Linked DNA regions of Mus musculus: region 1 is linked to region 2. A link is a contact called in public Hi-C data. All regions are on one chromosome and are shown on one strand. Each heading gives the region's core, a stretch centred on a gene start, on an enhancer-like site or on the middle of the called end of the contact. The rest is flanking DNA. Distances are from core to core; before and after follow the strand shown.

Region 1 (6,543 bases), core at 2,441-4,940, 3.1 Mb before region 2:
TACATATGCAAAGGAATCACGAGGAGGAGCCGGATGAGTTAGCTGGAATCTCACGTTTACTGTGGCATAATTCATAAGAGTCATGATATAGAAATAACCTCAATATGTGTCAGTGGATGAATTTTAGAATATGGTATACAACAGAATTTGATCTTAAGAAAAAGGAAATTCTGCCTTATCTGTGTAATGCATTATCTACACTCTCTACAAGGGCATGTTCCCACGACTAACTTCCTGTACGAGATTCCAAGTTTTCATCACCTCACCACAGTGACATAGGCTGTTGAGAAAAATCTCACCACAGTGACACAGCCTGTTGAGTATGGGTCCCTAGAGACCTTGAAGATCTGAAACATGAAATGGTGTATCATTAAAAGGTGATCATAGAAACAGGAAATACAGTGGTGGGTCCCAGAGTCAAGGGTACTAGTGTGTTGCAAGCAGACCTGGGATACCTGAAGCTGAGTCTAAACCCTACTTGGGATTTTTTTATTTTATTATTATTTATTGTAAGAAGACAGCTTAAGATCTAATCTCTTAAATTCTTTGCATTTTAGCCAGAAGGTAGGTGACACACCCCTTTAATCCCCTCACTTGGGAAGCAGAGGCAGGTGAATCTAAGAGTTCAAGGCCAGCCTGGCGTACAATGTGAGTTCCAGGACAACCATGGTTATGCAGAGAAACCATGTCTTGAAAAAACAAAAACAAAACAAAAAAAAAAAACAAACAAAACAAAACAGCATTTTAGAGAGGGTATTTGAAACCTTAATTTTAAAAACATTAATTCTTTGAAAATTTTATTATATAATGAGTAATTTCTAGAAATTTGCTGTATAACAGAACATCAAGAATGTTGGACATGGTGGCTCATACCTTTAATTCCAGCACTTAGGAGGCAAGGCAGGTGGAGGTCTGTGACTTGCAGCACAGTCTGGTCTACATGTTGAGTTCCAAGCCAGGAAGGGTTACAACTATGTCTTACTAAAGACCCCTCTAAAAACAAACACCTTCCTCTCTTAAGAGAGCTGCCTGTGCTTTCAAATGCCATTACTGGTTTATCGATTTAAAAAAAAAAAGTTCAGCCATAAAACTAAGATGCCCCTGGTGACAAGATGTGGAGAAATCCACTTAGTGTGGAGACGAAGCTCCCTTCCTGCTGGCTGCTTTCATGAGACGGGAAGGTGTTATGTAAGATGTTGGGTGGAAGATGTCAGGTGGCAGTCTTACCTAGCTGTAAATGCTGTGAGATTCAGTAATGAACAGTGCGGTAAGGTATGCCCCCGGGTACAAGAGTGCCACCAATGGCATGGAGGTAACCAATTTATTTCTGATGCGATTGAAGCCTGCTCACAGAAGAAAACATATCCCGGACATTGCCAATCTAGCCAAGAACCCCAAGCTGGGACAGACAGTCCCTGGTCAAAGAAACAGGTTAAAGTGTCAGCAGAATGCTCATCCACAAGTGGGACGTCTATGTCACACCTCCTCCCCAAGGTTCAAAAACTATCATAGAAGAAGTGGACAAATTGTAAGAGCCGAAGGTCACAGAGGACTAGAGCTAAACAGTGCCTTCTGAACATGACAGGACTGCTGTACTTATTGATCTCAAAATAGCTGTTTGCCTGCACAAGAACCAGTCCGTCGGGTAGGCATCAGCTGGAAGGGGAAGCACTTCAAACTGAGAAACTATGGGCAGCTAATGGTTCCTGGGGCAAAGAGAGTCAGTTTTCTTTGAAGGTTTCGCTTCTACATAATCAACAATGGATGGCCCTACATCCAGGCGGATTCAGACAGTGCAAACTGAAGGTGAGGAGTTGTTAAAATGAAAAGGACGACACAAAATTGGGGAGTGAGGTAGAATCGTTCTTTGAGGAGTCAGGAAAAGGACTTGGAATTGACCAAATGATCAAAATACATTGTATGACATACTTACTGTTAATAAAAGTTTTTTTTTTTAATTTATGATGTAACCCCCCTCCCCCCAATATAAAACACTTTATAGGGATCTCATGTTGTCTTGTTGCCATAATAGGAATAAAATCCCAGTAGAGCTAGCTTCAAGTATCCAGAGTGCACTTGACTAGGGAAGAGTCCCTATTTCTTAAGACATTCCGGTTTTACTTCAGGGTGAGTTAATCTTAAAGATCTAGAAAGAATAAATATTTGACCAGGAAACTAATCATAGTGTAATGATTAGTTTTAATTGTTAATTTGGCACATGAAATCATCTGGGAAGAATGTCTCAATGAGAGGTAACCACTATTGGGTTATTCTATGGTCATATCTATCACTCACTGTCTTGATTACATTAATTGGAATGGAAAGGCCTGCCCACTATGGGCTAGCCATTCCCTAGGCAAGGGATCCTGGACTGTGTAAGCTTAGAGACAGCGATGCACCCAAATAGCAAGCACACATTTATTCTCTGCTCTTGACTGTGGATGTGAGAGCGGCTTCAAGTTTCTTCCTTGACATTCCTGCAGTGATGGAGTACAACTTAGAATTATAAGCCAAATGAGCTTTTCTCCCCTGAGCTGCTTTTTTGCCGGGGTATTTTATCATAGCAATGGAAATGGAATTAGGAAAGAGTGTTTGTATAAAATAAAGTATTTTTTACAAAATATGTTCCACTTTCTACTTTCTGATATATCTTTTTAAAAAAACATACAATATTCATATTTATATCCATAAATTGTTCAAACATTTTTCCCATGTTTTTTTAAAAATTCTCTGGCACGGGGTAGTGAGCCATTGGGGATATATTTCTAGCCCTCTGTTTACTTTTAATTTAGGGACACAGTTTCACTAAGTTGTCCAGCCTGATTTTACACTCATTGTATCCAAGGATGCCTTCTGCCCCAACTTCCTCAGTAGTAGGGCTTATAGACCTTCTTCAATTTTTATATATCAAATAGAGTTATTCTTGCACCTGTAACTATGTGTGTTATATGTATAGCCTTAAGTGTGGTGCTGAAAATAAATAAATTATACTAAAGAGAAATTAAGTACCTCATATAAGAGCCCTTTAGATGCAATAGAACACAGATTTATTAGCCTGGCAAATACGTGTTACTGTGTGGTTAGACACTAACTTTTCTCCTATCTTTCATTGTCTTGTTCTTTTCCATGGGTCACAATTAAAACAAAGAAAGCAAAACCAAATCATATCTTTTGAACAACAGTACAACGTTACATCATTTTTTTTTTTTTTTACTTGTTTATTTTTTACATCAACCTGTCAACTAGTTAGAACAGAAACCCTACGGAACACAATTGTAAGGTCAAGGAGCACAGCACAAAGGAAAGGTTGGAGGACAGTCAGAATTGTCTAGCATATGAGTGCCTCTGGCTGCCTTTGGTCCCGGGTTCCCTGTGATGTGGAGATATTTAACAGCATGCTCAAGGCTAGGTTTGAGTAGTGGAATAATGTAATAAGCTCTTAACTTATGTTACTTTATCTTTCCAGATTTCTGTTAGTGATTGTAAGCTAAATAATGGCCTTTAGTAATTTAATACACTGTAAATCTTTCACACGTAGGCAACTATATGAATAATAAAACGAACGAACACACTATAAAACAAAACAGTTCACTGTTTCAAGACGGGAGGACCTACTACAACCGCAGGACGCTCTGGGAGGACCTTCGCTGTCCCAGCATTCCTCGCGCTGCCCCGCAGCTCTTTCCCTCTCGTCTCTATGGTTGCGCCGGCGTTGTCAGGATCGGCGCCTCCGGAGTACTGAGGCTTCCGACTTTGCGGCCGGTCCGAGCAGCTTGGGTCTTGGCGCGGCGCGATGTCCGAAAAGAAGCAGCCGGTCGACTTGGGTCTCTTGGAAGAGGACGACGAGTTCGAGGAGTTTCCCGCGGAAGGTAACCGCCAGGCCGCGCGCTGGGCCTGGGGCCTCCGGTGGGGCGGCGCCGGGCCTGCTCTCTGCGGGAATGAGCTGGGCCCAGCAGCGCGGATCCGGGCGCGGCCTCCGGGGGCCCCGGCCTCGGCCTCCGCGTCCCGGTAGCCGTCGCTTCATGGCGCGGCCCAGTGTTTTGCGCCTCGTCGCTGGGAGGAACCAGGTGAAGCTGGGCCCACGGTGCTGCGAGCTTGTGGCCCTTTAACTTCAACCCGGGACTCTCCGCATCTGCACAGTCTCTTGTTTTGCTTCGGTTTCCAAGCCTCCCCTTGGTAGTAAACTTCAGAGTCCCACTGTTGCCCAGGGCAGCCAGTGCTGTGTACCTCTCGGATAGCGCGAATGAGCCCCGAGAAGTGGGATGATAGAGTCGTTCGTGTGTGTTGTATTCATTACAGATTTTGCCTCAATTTCTGCTTCTCTCCATTTACGGTCACGTGAATTAACCCAAGCTTTATAAAAGTCTTAACCATCTGCCTTCGAAACTAACTTCAATGCTAGGGATGCTTTAGTTTTCTCATTGTAGGTAATAACATAGCTAATGTTGGAAGAGCCTGCTATGATCTTGGGAACGTGAGTGCTTCGCTTCTATTGGCACAATCCATTTCCACAAATATAGGAAGTAGGTATTAATGTACTTACTATTATTCACGTAAGGAAACAGAAGTTTGGAACAATGGAGAAACAGGCCCAGTGTCAACACTGTCCGGAAATGGTGAAACTGAGACGCCTTAATTTACACCAAAGTCCTTAACTTCAGCAGTTATCTTCTGTTTGCTAGGCCTCTTTTTGCCATATTAGTTTTTCAAATTGATTACTTTATTGGCTAATTGTTTTGAGTAGATTTCCCAAATATTTTACCTTGTTTCTAAAAAGTGAGTTAGACTGTGTCTCCATGAAGACCATAGGAAGAGAATTGTGGTTAGTCATGTGCACATACGTGGCATCAAGCAATTATCACTTGACAAAAATTGTACTTAGTTACCCCACCATGATCTCAATGCGCATAAAATCACATCACAGGAACGTTTAGTCTAAGTATAATGTAGTGTTTTAGTTTTAGTGAAAGAGAACATTAGTGTGTATATTATGCAACCTCATAAACCAATTCAGAAGATATATTTCCTCTGAGTTAGGAGTCTATAATATATGATGGGATAGTTTACCTTTTGTTTTGGTAATAAATTTATTTGTTCAGTCTGATGTTTTGTTTTCAGGTTCATTAATAATCCTGTAACAGAGCTTTGTGGTAGAATTGGCTAAGTGAGGGCAGGTTAGATTTCTTATTCCAACTACTTGTTTCAGATGGTCCTTATCCCTTATTACATACAAGCTGCACGGTTAAGACACTTGCTTTGCATTGTAGAGTCAAGCATCTAATCTTGAAGCAATAGAGTTCACGTGTTAAAAAATAAAGATAAATTCTTGCCATTAAGTCTCTAACTCAGAATCTAAAAGGTCTTTCTGACCAGTGCACCCACCCAGACTTTAACCCTCACCTTTAGTGCAAGTCTCTATTTAAAATAACTAGATAGCTGAGAACCTAGGAAAGAATTTAGAGGTAACTGTCAGCTTGATGATGTACTAGATGTTTTTCAGCACCTTTTGTCAACTTTAGTGTACTGTCTGTCCTTTAGAGCCTGTATTTTGAGCAGTAGTCTGTTGAGTGTGTTGACAGTTGTATTATGTTTAAACATCTCATCGATGTTAAGGAAAAGCAAAGAGTCTAAAGACAAAAGAACGCACAAAAGATTTAGTGTAAGGACGGTGTCATTTAATGATCTTCCAAATTTGTTGTCTTGGTTAGAGTGTATAGAGTCTAGTTCCTTGGGGAATCTTTATATTTAGAATGAGAAGTAACATTTTAAATGATTTGTTATGCATGTGTGTTTCTTCCTTAGTTAACAGATACATAGCCTTAATTCATATTAGGAAGATTTTTGCTGTATATAAAGATTAATTCACTGGGTAAAATTAGTGAATATTTACAAATTAAAATCTTTGATTAAAAACTAAATGAAAGAAATAAAATCTGAAAAAGAAAAAAAACCCAGAAGACCTTTTTTGTTTTAGAGTAAACATGTTCTTTCCTATTTTTTGGTGTTGTTCTGATACAGATTCTCTGTTGCTGTTGACATGTGGTTCATGGACCACCAGTCTTGGCATTTGCATTATTTGGGAAGATGTTAGAAACACCTCTTAGAATTTGAATCCTTCAGTATTTGAGTTGTCTTTTAAGTTTTTTTATACCCAGATTTACTTTCAAGTGCTTTCCCTTCGGAAAACTCACTTTTTCTTATGATTGCTTTTTACGAAAAATTGGCAAACTCACTAATAGAGTAAATGAATCATTTTCTTGTTAGACCAATCTGGAGTTATCTGTGCCATTTATAGGATGTCTTACTGCAAGAGTCTTGTTACTTGAGAGTGTGCCAAAGTGGGGCTGGCCACTCTCTGGGCTGTGTGTAGACTGTACACTGTGGAGCTTGTCACAGGCAAGTCATTAAATTGTTTTCATAGTTTGTCTTTCGGGAATGTTGTTGCTACAGCTCCTCCCAGATAAGAACCTGCTAGATGGAATTTCAATTTAGTGATCTTAAAGAAAGATAAATTTTATTTTGAAGAGAAACCATAAGTTAATG
Region 2 (5,705 bases), core at 1,829-4,328:
TCATACGTCACTGACAGATCCTTCATAGTCTGCTCTGCAAAATCCATCTCTTAATATTAAATGGAAAGAGCAGTTTGGACTTTTCATATATCTACTGCCATTCCACTTCACTTCAGCCAATGCTGTCTGCCAGTCTATCTGTGTTTGGCTGCAATAGACTTGTAATTCCTGAAGGTTTATCTATGCCTCAGATTCCTGCCCATAAACTCGGACCCATTTGTCAAAGTCTCTACTTAAATATCTAAGCAGCCTTCATATAAAACCGTCTAAAACCCTCTTCCCTGAAATCACTGCTCCTCCAGGGTTCTCCATATCACAAAGTGATAAATCTATTCTTCTAACTACAGGAGCTAAACCAAATTGGGCCACCCTTGACTCTTTACACAACACAGGAGGGAATTTACATCAGGTCCACAATGGCGCAGCCTCCGTGCATGTCCACCACTAGCATCCTGGTGAAGGCCCATTCTCTCTACCACCGGGATCACTGCAGCAGTCTCTGGAGTCTCTATTCTTTTTTTCTCCCTTCTTAAGTATATTACTAAAACGGGCCAAAATGGCCACTCAGAACAAAAGTCAAGGCATGCTCTGACCTGTAAAGTTCAGTGTCACCTGCTTCCTGCCTACGTCCTAACATCATCTCCTAAGGCCATTTCCTTTATTCCCTGTAGTCTGCCTACAGTGGACCGTAATAGTTCCTGAATTTGTTCTTCTGCTGTTATCCACTAATCCAGTTCACCCACTCACTTCTCTCAGGCCTTTGTATTATTTTTGCACTGAAGCTTTCTAGGACCAGCCCATATCTACAGATATAATTGAACTTAAATTACCAAGCCTTCCAGGCCTCCTTATTTCCTTCTCCTCAAACATTTCCCTGAAACATTTCCCTCACCAAGTCTTCCTTAGCACTCACTGTCTATTCTATTCATTGTTGCCTCTCCCAAATCTGCTGGAATAGTGCCTGGCCCACAACACTCAATTCAGTTTGACAAAACTGAATGAACAGAAGCCAGCATAGTGAGGAACGATGAGTCACAGGTCTCATCTACATAAGGCCAGCTAACTAAGGGCACCCATCCCTGTGAACGTTCTGCAAAGAACAATCAAAATGGTGAGCAATCGAGCCACAGAGACAGAGAGACAGAGAGAGAGAGAGAGAGAGAGAGAGAGAGAACCCAAATAAAATTAAATTTTCATAAATCAGAATTTCATCTCTTTAATATACATCAACAGCACAATAATAATATATGTATAAATTGAGCTTTAAACATATATAATTAGGGCCACACATTTGCATAAACCTGTTAACTTTACATTACTATTATTTATACAGTAGTTTCTTGTATACGTTCTAAAGATTTTTTTTCTCCAACTAACTACAGATATAACCTACTATAATTCAGTAAACTGTGTGAGGCTTAAGAATTCACACTTTCTGCAGAGTCAGCATTACATTTACAAACATTATGGATATATTATCACCAGTTCTCTGGAATTCTTTGGAATTTAAGGAGAGCACCAACCTTAGGAAGAAAAAACCCAAATGCAGCAGCCCAAGGTATTTATAAGCTGTATGGCAGACAATGGACTATGCTGCTTAACAGGCAAGACCAAGGAGACAGAACGCAAAACCAGAATGTAGTCATCCAAATCTGAGGGGCTCCTGAGTGTCTGCTCCCTCTCCTCTCACCTCAGGATGGAGCAGCCTCCAAACCTATTCTCAAGTAAGAAGCAGCAAGACGCACAGCGCCAGTGTCCAACAACGTGAAAGGCTGCTAAGTGCCTCTGCCCCCTGCTTGTTTGTTTTATTATTCATAGAAAATTTTTTCCTAGTTTCTCGACTCAAATCAAGAAAAAGAAAAGCATTATGCAAGGATCACGTACGTACTGTCTATAAGAAATTACAAGTGTCTGTCCCACTACTGCTGACACTTTGAATCCTCAAGCAGGACAAGAAGTCTTCTGTTCTCTTGTTAAGAAAAAGAAATTATAAGTGAAGCTTTAAAGAAAGGACTCTACCAACATTTCTAAGCCACAATGATTTTAAAACTCATCTAAATTGCACTTCTTTCTTATTAAAACAAAGAAAAATTCTAATTATGTTTCAGTAGCTAAAAATGCTACAGTCAAAACAAAGGTTTCTGAAATAAAATGATCAATAAATACCTAAAAAAAACATACATTTCTTCAACTCCTCGAAGGAAGTTGAGACACAGTATTAGGAAGCTCTAACATATGTGAGACAAGATATAGTACCAGTCTTATTCCTGAATTATCATTCTGAAAAAAAAAATTCTTTGTCAGAATTTTATTTTTTAAGTAGCAATACACAAAGAATGCTGACATATACTAGCTTACTGGTGACTTACAATGCGATACTTTGAGATGGGAGGGGGATAGAAAAGGAATTGTCATTCCCATGTTTAAATCCAAAAACACAGCTACAAGTTTGGAGAGTTACTGCCAATCCACAACACTACCAATGTTGGCTACAAACAGCCCTTTGCCTTCACCCTTGCTCTTTCGAGTTTTCTCTACTGCACAGACCCCACCTCACTTTCCAGGGCACCTACTGGCAAACGACCACCAGTGAGGACGAGGGGGACGCTGCAAAGCAGCTAAGGCTGTCCTGGAAAGGAAACTAAAGCAAAGGAGAAGGTACAAAGACAGCCCAGCTCCCTGATTGGCTTTGTCTAAACGAAATGTTTGTAGGAAGACACTTCTTTCAAGGAGTCGAGGTCGGATCTAGGAGGCTCAGTTGAGATTTCCAGTGTACTACTTAGCTGCCCAACACCCCTGAGCCCCGCCACCCACTATAACTTAAGCCTACGCCCGCCGCCACCAAGGAACTGGGCGTCTCGGCGCCTCTCACAGCCGGGAGCGGGAAGCTCTTTAGTTCAGAAAACAGAACTCACCTGCCGGGTCATGAGAGATTTGATTTTTTGCATGTCGAAGTCGAGAGACAATTACCCTGCCTCGGAGAAGTAACAAATCACATAATCCCACCAGACAGCCGGCTACAACACAGGGAAGCCATAGTGAGTCGTCACGTGGAGCTGCCCGCCTGGGTCAGCCTTCCTTTCCCCGAGCATGACGGGAAATGTAGTTTTCCGGCTGCAATCAAAGGAGGAGGCCAACTTCAGTACTACATTTCCCAAGAAGCAGTCGCTTCAATGAACTGGGACTCCTTCTGTTCCAGAGCCACTACCTGGACTTGGAAGAGCGTTGGGCGAGGCGAATACCTATGACTTAGGTAGTCTGGCCACTGAACTAAACAACTCTGAAGCGTCTGTAGATAGTCCACTTTGACAAGATGCCCTCTAGGAGTGCAAGAGAAAGCACACCTGGGCTAGAGAGGCGAGGAAAGAGACTGATTGACCTCCATAAAGAGCACTTGGAAAGGTGACTTAAGACAAGGAATTTCCCAGTGGCTCTGGGTGTGCCCTGAGGAAAGTGGGAGGCAGGACCCCTAAGATACTGATGGCCAGCCGTAGGTTCTTCTTCATTCTTGGCATTTCCTGAAAACGCTCTAGAAAAATCAAAGGATTTCGTCTACCCCACCTATCATTTTTCTACCTGCTTTAGCAAAGGCAAGTCGAGGCAGATGTCAGTAAGTATGAGGGCACTTGTCACTTTAAAGCCCTGATCTTGTTATTAGTAGTATAAAGGAGAAAGTAACGGGGTAACTTTGCTGTGGGGGGCAGCAAACCCAGAGCTAATAACAATAGGTAACAATGAAAACTTACGAATTGGGAGAAATTTTGTTAATGGCTTCATGTGTATGACCTTATGCATTTATCTACATGAGCATCTTTTCCTTGTTTTGTTTTGTTTTTGTACTACAATTTTTCATACAATATGTTCTGATCAGGTCTCCCCTCCCCCAACTCATCCTAGATCTGCCCCTACCGCCACACTTGCTTCCACGCACCTTCTTTCTTTCTCCCTCTAGAAAACAAAACATGCAAACAAACAAACAAAAAGATTGAAAAGGAAAGAAAGAAAAACACAAGAAACACACCCGCAAGCTCGTATGCATGAACATCTTCTGGAGTTACCATCATCTTCATGTTAAAAAATGGTGAAACAGGCATGGAGAAGTTAAGATACTTACCTAAGATTGTTAGACGTATAAACTGATGACTTAAATGCTTAAAGGTTCCCGGTATTATGCTGAGGAGTGACTCCTAAATCAGGACACCAGTGCCTTTTAACTACATTAGTTTAACGTATTATAAAAACTAATAACTAATGTTTTTATTATAAAAGCAAAGCATAAACTTGACTGTATGGAGGGTTGGACACTAGCTCAGAAATCGCCTATGCAGTTGCCTCCTCTAGTGGCTGGCTTTTCCTGCAGATGCACTTCTCTTTGGGAGCAATGTAATTACAAAGTTAGTTCACCTTAGATACAACCATTCATGTAATCTTGAGGATTTCCCCCAATTGATTCTCCTAGTGTAAATAATTCTACAGATATGAAGGGGTCTGTATTAAAGATTACAGCTGCTTGAAATGCTTGTAGTAGATGCTTGCTCACTGTGTACAACAAAACCAGCCCAATAATGTAAATGAACAGTAAACCATGTGTGATTGGCAAGACCAGAAAGCAGTCCTGCCCTCATCACCCACACACTTTCAGTGACTCCTTATATTAATGTAATCGTTATGCACAGAAATGGTTTTAGTGCATTCATTTTAATGCAAATATAACTAAGGTGAGTAAACAGTCGAGGATATGGGACCTTTTTTTTTTTATTACAGAAGCAGATGGTAGATTATCAACTGTGCTATGAAATACTGTGTTAAGACAACCCAACCCCACCTCCCAACCCCAGAGGAGATCTCATTATATAGCTCAGGCTGGCTTCAAGCTCAGAGATCTCCCTGCCACTGCCTCCAAGTGATGCCATATTTCTGGGAGAATTTTCCTTTTCTTAGAAAACTCTTTGGAACTATTTTAGGAATTCTGTCATTTTGGGAGCTCTTGAAGTTAAATTTGCCTGTATGATTTCAATGTTCAACTCCTGATTCACCAGTACTGTCACAAACAGTTATATTTACCAGCAAACCACTAGAGGGCGCATGGTTAATGTGAACAGTTCTTGTACAAACCACACATATAATGCAAAAATTTGAATGTATATAATAACAGGGAAAAGAGCACAAAAATGGATCGTTCTTGTATCTAAGTCCTTATTAAAATACCTACTATTTCTTTCTGTCACAAAAGTTGGCATTTTAATATAAAATGTGGAAAATACTGGAATATTCGTAAGTCCTTTAAATGCTATATATTTGATACTAGGGGCACCCCTCCATACTGTCTTCGTTTCCCACATCTTACCAAGGATCCTGGAACTCTCATAATAAGCCATTTTTAGTTTAAGGACAATATGAAGAATGATCTTATTTGATCAATATGAAGAATGATCTAAATGGAGTGAAGGAGCTTGTGGGGTATCTATTTAAATCCTATGGGTTTTTTTTTTTCCAATTGGATGTTGTGCAGTCTGTTATGAAAATTTGTGTGAAATTCTTAAGGAATGGCTAAGGAGCAGACAACATAGACTAAAGAGCACAGGGGTTTATTTCTGGGGAAACATGTTAAGAAAAATGAGAATTATGCTTGGATGTCAATGACTAAGATTGTTCGCTGTAGTCAAGGATCTGAGAAGGAAAGTATATATCTAAGTAAATACATT

The links. Hi-C and Micro-C count contacts between places; a contact is called where the count stands out from the background.
Region 1: a Hi-C map of rod photoreceptor shows a contact between it and region 2, with 8 times the contacts expected there. The contact joins the promoter of Sem1 here to the promoter of Vps50 in region 2. A contact is called at or near these places in 2 of 484 Hi-C or Micro-C datasets (muscle stem cells and rod photoreceptor).

Annotation. Positions count from the first base shown.
Region 1 is chr6:6,575,805-6,582,347 of GRCm38.p6, reverse strand. Sem1 (SEM1, 26S proteasome complex subunit) reads left to right here and starts at 3,690. Exons shown (of 3, transcript NM_009169.2): 1 at 3,690-3,869. The coding sequence starts at 3,794.
Region 2 is chr6:3,495,766-3,501,470 of GRCm38.p6, reverse strand. Vps50 (VPS50 EARP/GARPII complex subunit) reads right to left here and starts at 3,078. Exons shown (of 28, transcript NM_024260.5): 1 at 2,916-3,078. The coding sequence starts at 2,948. It also overlaps a transcript of Hepacam2 not described here.